Regions from separate parts of the Bombyx mori genome. Here region 1 is linked to region 2. Evidence: chromatin contacts called from public Hi-C data. All regions are on one chromosome and are shown on one strand. The core of a region is the stretch at or near the end of the contact, and the rest is flanking DNA. Distances in the headings are between cores, read along the strand shown. Region 1 overlaps LOC101742414 (rap1 GTPase-activating protein 1). Region 2 overlaps LOC101742414 (rap1 GTPase-activating protein 1).

Region 1 (5,184 bases), core at 1,640-4,139, 160 kb after region 2:
CGCGGGGGGACGCCGACCTACGACAAGAGGTCTGCAGGCTCAAGAATGACAAACTGGATCTACTCAAGCAGAACATTGTGAGTATAATTCTGCTGCTCTTCTGCGTCTTAACGCGTTAATTAGCGCCGTATTGGGTGGGTCGTATGCTCGTCTGCCTTCAAGGCCACTTCGACAAAGCGACACGACATGGGAACCCTCTCATCGTGGAATGCCGGTAACCACAATCCCGACCCGACATATCAAACCCGCAAAAATTATAATTTGCGTAATTACTGGTGGTGGGACCTCTTGTGAGTCCACGCGGGTAGGTACCACCACCCTGCCTATTTCTGCCGTGAAGCAGTAATGCGTTTCGTTTGAACGGTGGGTCAGCCGTTGTAACAATACTGAGACTTTAGAACTTATATCTCAAGGTGGATGGCGCATTTACGTTGTAGATGTCTATGGGCTCCAGTAACCACTTAACATCAGGTGGGCTGTGAGCTCGTCCACCCCTCCATCTAAGCAATAAAAAAGCAAAAAAAGTATAATTAAAATAGATAATATAATCACTAATCGTACATCAAAATCTCTAGTATCATTTATATAAAAAAAAAAGTAGCAACTTGTACACTTATATCGTAGGAGCCATATTATTGTGCAAGGTAGTGCGATTCTTAACGGTTCTTCAAACATATTATTTTTTTAACAGACCTGGCAGAATGAAATCAAGAACTTACGCGAAAGAGAAATATCTCTGCAAGCCGAGTTGGCCGCCGCGGCGAGGGAAGTCCGAAGGCTCAGAGAGCAACAACAGTCACTAAGCACAACCATCCCGAACCCTTCGCCACACGATTCCACGGCCTAATACGAACTTTGAGCCGAAGCCGCAAGGCTCAAATTAACAAAATCAACCCAACTCAAAAGGTGACGTGATTATTTATTAGATCTGATTGTGAGAAATGATTAGTTTAAACTGATACCTATATTATTATTGTCGTAGAATTTTTTGAAAGTCGATCATCGTAATAGATAAATATATCGGTGTCAAAACTTAATAATATTTATAGATACATGTTGTTCTCTCTTCTGTGTTGTGTGATTCATGTTATAGAAAAATATATCGACTTGATTTCTGGCAATCTTTATATACTTAGTTCAATGTTTCATCAATAGATGTCGTAATATTTCCGAATTTTAAAATTGTATTCTATGATTGTCTTTGCGTAAAACTATGCTTCGAATACAATTATATTATATTGTAGCTCGTTTCCGAGTACAAGAAAAGTATATTATAAAAATAATCTGTAGCATATGTAGAGAGAATGTGATTCGAATCTTTTATATGTTGTTATACGAAACAAGATTGTTACTATGTCTATAATCTAAGACAAATGCTTTTTGTAAACGTTGTGATAATTAAGCTTACTTCAAATTCATGCCGTTTAAAATTAAAAACCCAACAACTTATACAAATATTATATTTTGCACTCACACTATTATCAAATACGTTTTTATTCACTGTAATATTTTATGTATTTTGAAAAGACCGCTTGTGTTCTTCAACTTTTATTCTCGACTGCGGGAATGAAGACAGGTTATATTTATTAGTTAAGATCCATATAGAATCTTGATTTTTACCAATATTTCAAACGCTATTACTGTTCCACTACACACTTCAGTTTTCCTAAAATGTATATCACGCTCATATCTACAAATACTAATTTAGAAGAAGCGTAGTTCGTTCATTCATAGTTCATTATTATAAATTGCGAGCGTTAGATGTTAGAAGAAATTTATTAGTACTGAATTATTAAGTGAAAACTTTATGACGTCATATGTGGTGTTTTAGAAATTTCAATGACTCTTAGTTTTGACATAGTTTGACTTATTTACATGATTTCCCAGTACATATTTGTACGTAGAAGTACGCATTTGCAATTATTCTTTTGGTATTGTGCAATCTTCTGTTCTTTGGGTAATTTAGCATAATTTAAGTATACCGGTTAATGTACATATATGGCGACTGGACTATTGATTTCAATAAGAAAAGCAGTATTTTTTTTTTTCATAATTTATGCTTCGATTTAAGTTCGTTTTGAGTGTTCGTTTGATTACGTTTTGTTGTTTATAATTAATATTTTATACCAAAGCTAACATTCCCCACTAAAATAGTGTAGGTTTTTTTTTTCTAGAACCAGTATTCAAGGTTTGATTGATGGACGTATGCTAACACAATTTCTAAGTTTACATTTAGCCTCGTAAATAAATGTATTCTTTTAGATATTTTGTTCGAATGTTGATTTAATAGTTGATTGTAACTAACTGTTGATTCGTCTTCATTTAGACCTAAACCAAATATTGAGCGCGGAGCGTTAGAAAAGTAGTTTTTAAGAGATACTATTGAAATATATGAATAGTTACATCCTAAATAAATGTTGTTTTATTTAACGTCCAGTGCCTTTAACAAGTGCCTTTCGTCTGTATATTGCTAGATGGTGCTACTGTGCTGTTTAGTAGTGTTGATATGTGCCAAGAGATGGCTCTCTCTACAGCTTAGTGTAATTATTTTATAATAATAATTAGAAATAATTCTTTTTTTATTTATTTTATTTTTATAAATAATTTTTTTTACTAACAATCATGCCACGTTAACTGGTCCTGTGATAAGTTCTTGTAGAACTTGTGTTACAGGTACCAGATAACGGATATAAATGTAAGATTTTTATTATACACATACATATATTTAATATACATCCATAACCCTGGAAAAGACATTTATATTAAATTTATCATACAAATATCTTCCCTTGGCGGGATTCGAAGCCGCGACCCCCTTGTGTAGTGACCATGTCACTTACCACTACACCAGACGGCCGTTAAATGGTTAATGGAAGTGACTGTGACTGTGAAAGGTTTCTTTTAGTAGTAGCGCGTAAGCGCGTAAGTGCAATTTCCTCTTTCGAGATAATGGTTAGAAACTGAATCTTTGATCACGTCGTGATAAAAATGCATCATGATTGTTGTATTTAGAGATACCAATCTAGACTAAAAAATGTCCATTGTGATTCGGAGGATTAGTATTTGAGGATTAGTATCATTCGCGACTCCGCTATAGAGCCCTAATATTGTAATGAACAAAACATTTCATAATACGTTAACATGAAATTTTGAGAAATAGCTCCATCTGTGCAGCTCAGTATTAACTGGGTAAATTTCTAGGACAAACCCTAATAGTTATTTTAATTTTTTATAGGTGTCGCTTTTCACAATTACAATTCCCAGTTGAAAAACAAAAATAAGAAAACCCGAAGATGCTATAACAGAAAATGGGAAATACAATGGCGTTACAGAATACATCCTAATTTTAAATATAAAACAATGTCGAAAACTTTGTTTTGTAAGATTGAAAAAAATAACATTGCTTCGAAAAGCACAAAATATTCAGTTTATAAAGGATTCAAAAATTAATATAAAAGCGACGTGGCAAATCATCTAAGCAATAAAAAAAAGCATAAAAAAATCCGTTAACAATAGAAACACGCACTCTTTCCATGGGAACATTTTTCACTGTCAATCGTACGGATTATTTTAGGGACTCCAAATTATCATGGCGTTTAGAGCAAGCCGTACTCTCTAAAACTAACCATAAATCATAATCCAGCGGATTAAGATCGGGACAAGACGACGACCAGTCTTCAGGTCTGAAGTCCGAAACGTTCGTTTCCAACCAAGACTACGTAGACCGAGCTTTATGACCTGGCGCCGAGTCTTGCTGGAAGGACCATTCTTGATTATTGAACATGGTGTTGTTAAGGGGCTTCACTACCTTCTCAATAATGGTATCTTGATACACTTGTGCCGATGTTTTGATACCTTTTTCACAAAAGTTTGGCTCAGTCACTCCTTCATAGCTAATACCCCACCAAACTATCACTGAAGTCGGATAGTGCCCACGTTGCGTACCGCTTCAGTAGTTGTTTCGATTTTACCACCCTATTCTCTTTTAAATTATCAGTTAAGAAATGACCAGTACGTCTCTTATAGGGTGCAAGTCCTAAGTCATCTTTTAAAATACGCGACATGGTTCTAGGTGCTATCTTCATCTCCCGAGATAAAATCTTTTACTTTCAGACAGGATTTCTTCGAATTCTTTCCCTTACTGCTTTGACCACCTTTTTCGTACGAACACTACGTGGACGGCCAAATCTTTTTCTGTCACAAACAGAAGAGGTCTCATTGCACCTATTAATAGCCCGGTACACAAACATTTTACTAATACCAAGCGTATGGAGAGTTTTAAAAATTGCATTTGGCTCCATACCTACTTTGTGTAATGCAATCACAGCGATTGGGTTCTCTTTATCACCCCACTCCATTTTAATATCGCAAAATATTGTACAATGAATGTATTGGCGCCAAAATGAGAAAACTCAATGAGCAATCATGTAAAAATGACAGATTCCAAATTCAAATGTAATATTTTGTTTATTTTTAATTGTAACAGCATTTATGGCCAGACTAAATATATACGGTACATACACCAATATAACATTTTTTAAATTTTTTATCTGTCTGTCTGTTTGTTCCGGCTAATCTCTGGAACGATTGGACCGATTTTGAGTAACTTAGGCTATTTTTTTAGACTAGCTTCGTCCCGCGGCTTCAACCGCGGTACGACAATAGCCGCGGGTAATATCGCGGGACTCAGCTATCAATAATAAAATTTAATGTTTCCGAAGCGTAGCGAGGGCGGGTCGTTATAACACTATCTACGTCTCGCGAAAACCGAAGAAAATACTATAACAAATCTTTATATTGAAGGGAATGCTTCCTGGTAATCTTAAAATATCTATTGTTAAACTTCTGTGCAAAAAGGTACCGAACAAACAATAACTTTTTAATGTTCATGTCAAACTCTATAAAATATGCACTTTTATACTAACTGTCCATAGGGTTAGTATCGTAAAGTTTTCCTCCAGCAGCAATGAGACAGCTCATAATTCTTGATAGTAAAACCTTACAAAGATACGAGATATCGCTGACTATAAATCTAAACTTTACGCTACTTTGTTCGAATCTATATTCTCATAGGCTATTTGATACATATACATATTATAACACCTTGTATTAATTTGCTATTTGAATTTTAGTAATAATTTTGGAACGTATTCACTCCGGGTTTTGAAATTCGCACCCACAATA
Region 2 (5,345 bases), core at 1,469-3,968:
GAAAATCTAAATTTTTACCAATACTGATTTATATACGAGCACCTAAAGTAGCTATATAATAACACTGTAACACACACAAGTCTATACTAATATTATCTATACTAATATTATATCTATACTAATATTATATCTATACTAATTTATAAAGAGGAAAGATTTGTTTGTTTGTTTGTATTGAATAGGCTCCGAAACTACTGAACCGATTTGAAAAATTCTTTCCCTATTTGGAAGCTACACTATCCCCGAGTGACATAGGCTATATTCTTTTATTTTTTAAATTAGGGATCCTTACTAAAAATCCAATAATGTAACCCAAGGTGTAAAAAAAGTACCTAAAATATTATTTAAATCGCGTGAGCGAAAACTATTGATGATAGAATAAAATAATGTACTATGACTTTGTAGAACACATTATTACTTACAAAAAGTGTCGCGACAGCATAATTATGTCTAACTACCCTAGTTATGTCACAATAAGTGTTATTTTATTTAAAAAAATGAAACAATGTCAAATATCACTTACCGGGAAGCTCTGACTCAACAAACTCAATGGCTTTTGTTTTGTATGTATAACCTTTTTACGAAAATTAGAAAAATAATAAAAAATAGGAAACAATATAATTTAAATGAAAATAAAAGTTCATTAAAATAATAATATATTTAGAATATTTCTTTTAGTAACTTGACGCAAGTACAAGGGTTGATGTGTGTGTATTATAATTATTTATTATGAAATGTTTGTTAACACCCGAGCGAAGCCGGAGCGGGCTGCTAGTTAAAAGATAAACGTACGGAAGACAAGAACATCTGCCAATCAAATTTATTGCTTTTACAAAACACCCTTCGAACTAAATAAGGCTAAGTCGAAACACAAACAATCGTTGATTGAACCGGCACTGGTTCTGTATAAAGCTGGGGAGATTTCATTCGGAAACTCATTATCTTGACCGTAGGGCATAAGTACAACGGTACAAGAGCAAAGGGACCCGATGAATGGTCAGTTAATTGACACATAAATCGCGGGGACGCGCGTAATTATAACAAAGTTTTGTTATCGACCGACAGATGGAGCTGTCTGTCGCATGGCGTTTTGTTTATGCAATATTATTACCGTATAATTCTTCGAAACGGTTCTCTTGAATTTTTTTGCTGTCATTATTATTTATGACACCGCATTGAAAATTTTGAGTGTTTGTTATACTTATGAAGTATGCATCGAAAGGGTTAAGTGAACAATATTATTTTAAAATACCGTTGACATGGTCGCTGTATATTGATGTAAATATATGTATGTTTTACTTTCGTTTAGTTTTCATCACAGTTTTTCAATTAGCAACGCGTTTTAATAATATTATTACGTCTATATCACGGGTAATATAAATAAAAAAAATGCATCACCCATTAAGTACAAATGAATAGAAAATTCAAACACATCTCCACTAAATATACTTTATAAAATGTAAACGAACCTAAATAAAGCTTAAAGAGAAGAAAACAAAATAAAACAATGTTCAAGTTTCAGACCAATATTTGTGTATTTTATTCGCCAAGTCCTAACGAACTGTATTGTTGGAATCTTCAACGCATTGGATTTGGCGTCGGGCTATTTATTCGGGGTTCATAAATAAGAATAAAACGTGTTTGAATAAACTTATAATGATGATAAAAAATATTGATCATTTGCCTCTGTAGAGGCCGCTTACAAGACCACTAAGTTATGTCCTATACCTAGATGTTACGATCTTCACATTCCCGATCCTGCGAACAGAATGGAATCAGTCGACGTCGCCCAAAACACGTCATCTCGGATCCTCCCGATCCACTAACGGTGCTTCTAGGTACTTCAAGCACCGGTCACCGTTCTCGTCGAACCCGTCGCTTGCGACGAAGGGCTCGACGAGTAAATTAACTCCCAGACACAGCCCACTGAGTTTCTCGCCGGATCTTCTCAGTGGGTCGCGTTTCCGATCCGGTGGTAGATTCTGCGAAGCACGGCTCTTGCTAGGGTTCGTGTTAGCAACGTCATCAGGTTTGAGCCCCGTGAGCTCACCTACAAACGTTAGGGTTACGCTGAAATAGCCTCTCAAGGCTCTCAGCTTAGGTAGGAAAAAAAAAACGATCTTCTAGTAATTGAATCTTGAAATTTAAAAACATCTTTCCGAGTGTCATCGTGGAAACTTATTATTATAATTAAAATATTTTTGATTTCGTCTCATTTTGCATATTTTTTTTCCTACCTCAGCTGATAGCCTTGAGAGGCTATTTCAACGTAACCTTAACTAGTAGGTGAGCTCACGGGGCTCAAACTGGAGTGATGCTAACACTGACCCTAGCAAGAGCAGTGCTTCGCAGAATCTACCTCCGGATCGGAGACGCGACCCACTGAGAAAATCCGGTGAGAAACTCAGTGGGCCATTTTGCACCATAAATTGGCATTTGCTATGGCTAAATTATATTCTAATTTAATTTGTTCTTTATTTTTTCATAGAAAACTTACGTAGTTTTTATACATTCAAATACCAGTATATTGGCTGATAATAATGATGTTGAATGTTGCAAACTTAAATAATGGAAACGATTTAAATATTTAAAAAAACACATTTCATAAGGGAATATTACTTAGGTATCTAAATAATAATTTCATAATAACAATCAAAAATGAAAAATAGTTTATAATGACATCTAGCGTTGCATTAACGTACTAAAAATGGATTCAAGATAGTTTGTAATTCTGTCAACAGGCGGCAGCACGTGTCGGCGCCATGGAGCTCTTCAACAGCGGCGGGTACTCGTGCTCAACACGAGTTATTTGAGCTACTTGAACGAGTACAGTGTTCGCGATTAGACGATCAAAGGGCAGTACTTCCACCATATTTTTCTCAGGTAAGAACAGCTATGTTTGTTTTAAACTTCCGATGAAGTTTAGTAGTTTCTAAGCCTGCCATCTGTGAGCAATTTTATACGACTGTAGTTTATTAAAGGTCGCTAGATGGCACTGTAAAATATAGTTTTAAATTGTTCAATAATTTACTAGATGGCTCTCTTGTAGTTAACCTAAAACTGTTTATGAAAACGATGAAAATTTTTTTTAAAGATATACATTAATATTATGTTGTATTCTGTAGAATTGTGGATTACGATTATAAGATATTTTTTTTCTGGAATATAATACAGCGTGTAAATATAAAGTTTTTATATTTGTGGATTAGTGTACCAATTTCCCGCCGGGTAGGTGAGCTCATAGGCTCAACCTTAAAGAATTTACCAACACTAGACCTAGCAAGTTCCCACGAATACCCACAGTATTTTGTTTGGAAGTGTATTCGCTTGATTTCTGATATTAAATTTTTAAACCATTTTTTTTAATTTGCGTAAAAAAAATTAAAAGGCTCCTATTGGTCCAAATGTCATATTAATAACATAATAACAATCTCTATATTTACAATCATTTGAACAATTTGAATTAAGTTTCTCAAATAAAACCATAAAAAATATATGTATTTTGCGTTATGACTCTGTGGGCTTCCACAACGTGAATTCCATCACTCGCCTGAGCTGAAGTCTCATTTGTATTATATAACCGCTATCCCACCATTCCAACCGAAAGAGATGGTAGATAGACAGGATGGTGGTGCATATCCGTGCGGGCTTAAAACACGGCCTGCGATCAGAAAGGGAAGAACCACAATTTCAAGGGTCAACAGTCAACAAGTTCGTTAACTCGAAATAATCGCCGGAAACGCGATGGCTAGTGTAAGGACCGGATGCCGGAGACAGGGGTGGCAAGCAGAGCGTATCACTCAAGAACCACGGCCGTGAAGACGCTGAGAGAGTTGCTGTGGGTTTTCTTTGTATTTTTGTAAAAGACACATCCTTGTATGAATGCTTTAATCAGGCCGACATAGCTTATGTTTTGAATACTGATGTTTCTGAAGACATATCTTCAATTTACTTAAATATTACTTATTGATATTATATTCTATATGAGCCTAGCTTCAAGACATGCGTTAAATTTGTAGTGGACCATTTGCTGAATAGGTCATCGTACAGAATCGAGATAAAAGTGGCCTCTAATCTTGTTCTTTTAGCCCTTATGCCACATTATATGGGATCGGCACAGCATGTCCACTGGTGGTAGGACCTCTTGTGAGTCCGCGCGGGTAGGTACCACCGCCCTGCCTATTTCTGCCGTGAAGCAGTAATGCGTTTCGGTCTGAAGGGTAGGGCAGCCGTTGTAACTATACTGAGATCGTAGAACTTATATCTCAAGGTGGGTGGCGCATTTACGTTGTAGATGTCTATGGGCTCCAGTAGCCACTTAACACCAGGCGGGCTGTGAGCTCGTCCACCCATCTAAGCAATAAAAAAAAGTCCCTTTGTTCTTTTCAGGCCTGTCATAAGTTATTTCATGTCTATCAAAGCCTCTTTCACTCAGTCCATCCCAGTCAAGTACGCCCCCTTCTCACATCACCGTCTATTTTCATACCCAGGGTATTTTTATCTACCTATACCATATTCTCTTCGCATAACATACCACGATGTTTTTTCATTCACTGGCACTCAATTCAGGCTTTCCCTAAAAGTAGCCTCTAATATGATTTGAGGAAGATCTCTACCGATGTCCGGTCCCGCTACAATTAAATAAACTATTGCGGATATTATAAGAAACAGAGGATTCAACCAAAAAGAAAATACTGAGCAAATACGTGCTCGTACCTCGTTGATTCAATATGAACCATAAATTGAATTTAAAATTGTATCCATATATTATTACTTTATAGAGAACATCAGAGAAACCTTACTTTTAAAAGAATGTAATACTAAAATAGTATATATTTTTATAAACGTCAATGACCGTTTTAGTATTTTTCAAACTTATCACGCTTGTAGTCAATTAATAGTTCCCATATGAAATTTGTCAGAAATTTGTCTAGACATAAAAACGAACATAAAAAATAAAATTAATAAAATGGTTTGTATTTTTCTTTAAATATCTATATATTAATACGTGAAGCAAAAACTGTATCTATTTTCACGAAAATTGCGCGACGGAGGAGGATGAAATTTTCCACACTTATAGAGAATATTGAGAAGAAGTGCACAATGCTAATATTTTTTTTAAATAATGCATAAAAGATACATTAAATCAATAAAGAAAACATTACACACACTACATACCATGTATTTGACGCACACACGCATGCATACTATTTATTGTCAAACTTTTGTTCTTGACGTCTGTTGTCAAATTGAGAATAGATTAAATATTGTTTGTCTTTGTTAATATTTTTTATAGTGTAGCCTTGGCGAAATTTGTGATTATAGAAGTATAAAATACAATCATA

The links. A called contact is a pair of places that touch in the nucleus more often than the background predicts.
Region 1: a Hi-C map of midgut shows a contact between it and region 2, with 2.6 times the contacts expected there. The contact joins two enhancer-like sites. A contact is called at or near these places in 2 of 7 Hi-C or Micro-C datasets (midgut and whole pupa).

The regions. Positions count from the first base shown.
Region 1 is chr3:6,783,697-6,788,880 of ASM3026992v2, forward strand. LOC101742414 (rap1 GTPase-activating protein 1) reads left to right here. Exons shown (of 15, transcript XM_062675431.1): 14 at 1-77; 15 at 692-2,415. The coding sequence ends at 847. Among protein-coding and RNA genes, the nearest start is that of LOC110386177, 81 kb to the right of the region's middle. Within about 2 kb of position 2,890, at least 5 of the 8 cell types and tissues checked have open chromatin away from gene starts, as enhancers often do.
Region 2 is chr3:6,620,908-6,626,252 of ASM3026992v2, forward strand. LOC101742414 (rap1 GTPase-activating protein 1) reads left to right here. Exons shown (of 15, transcript XM_062675431.1): 3 at 2,742-2,883. Among protein-coding and RNA genes, the nearest start is that of Mir3237, 43 kb to the right of the region's middle. Within about 2 kb of position 2,719, at least 8 of the 8 cell types and tissues checked have open chromatin away from gene starts, as enhancers often do.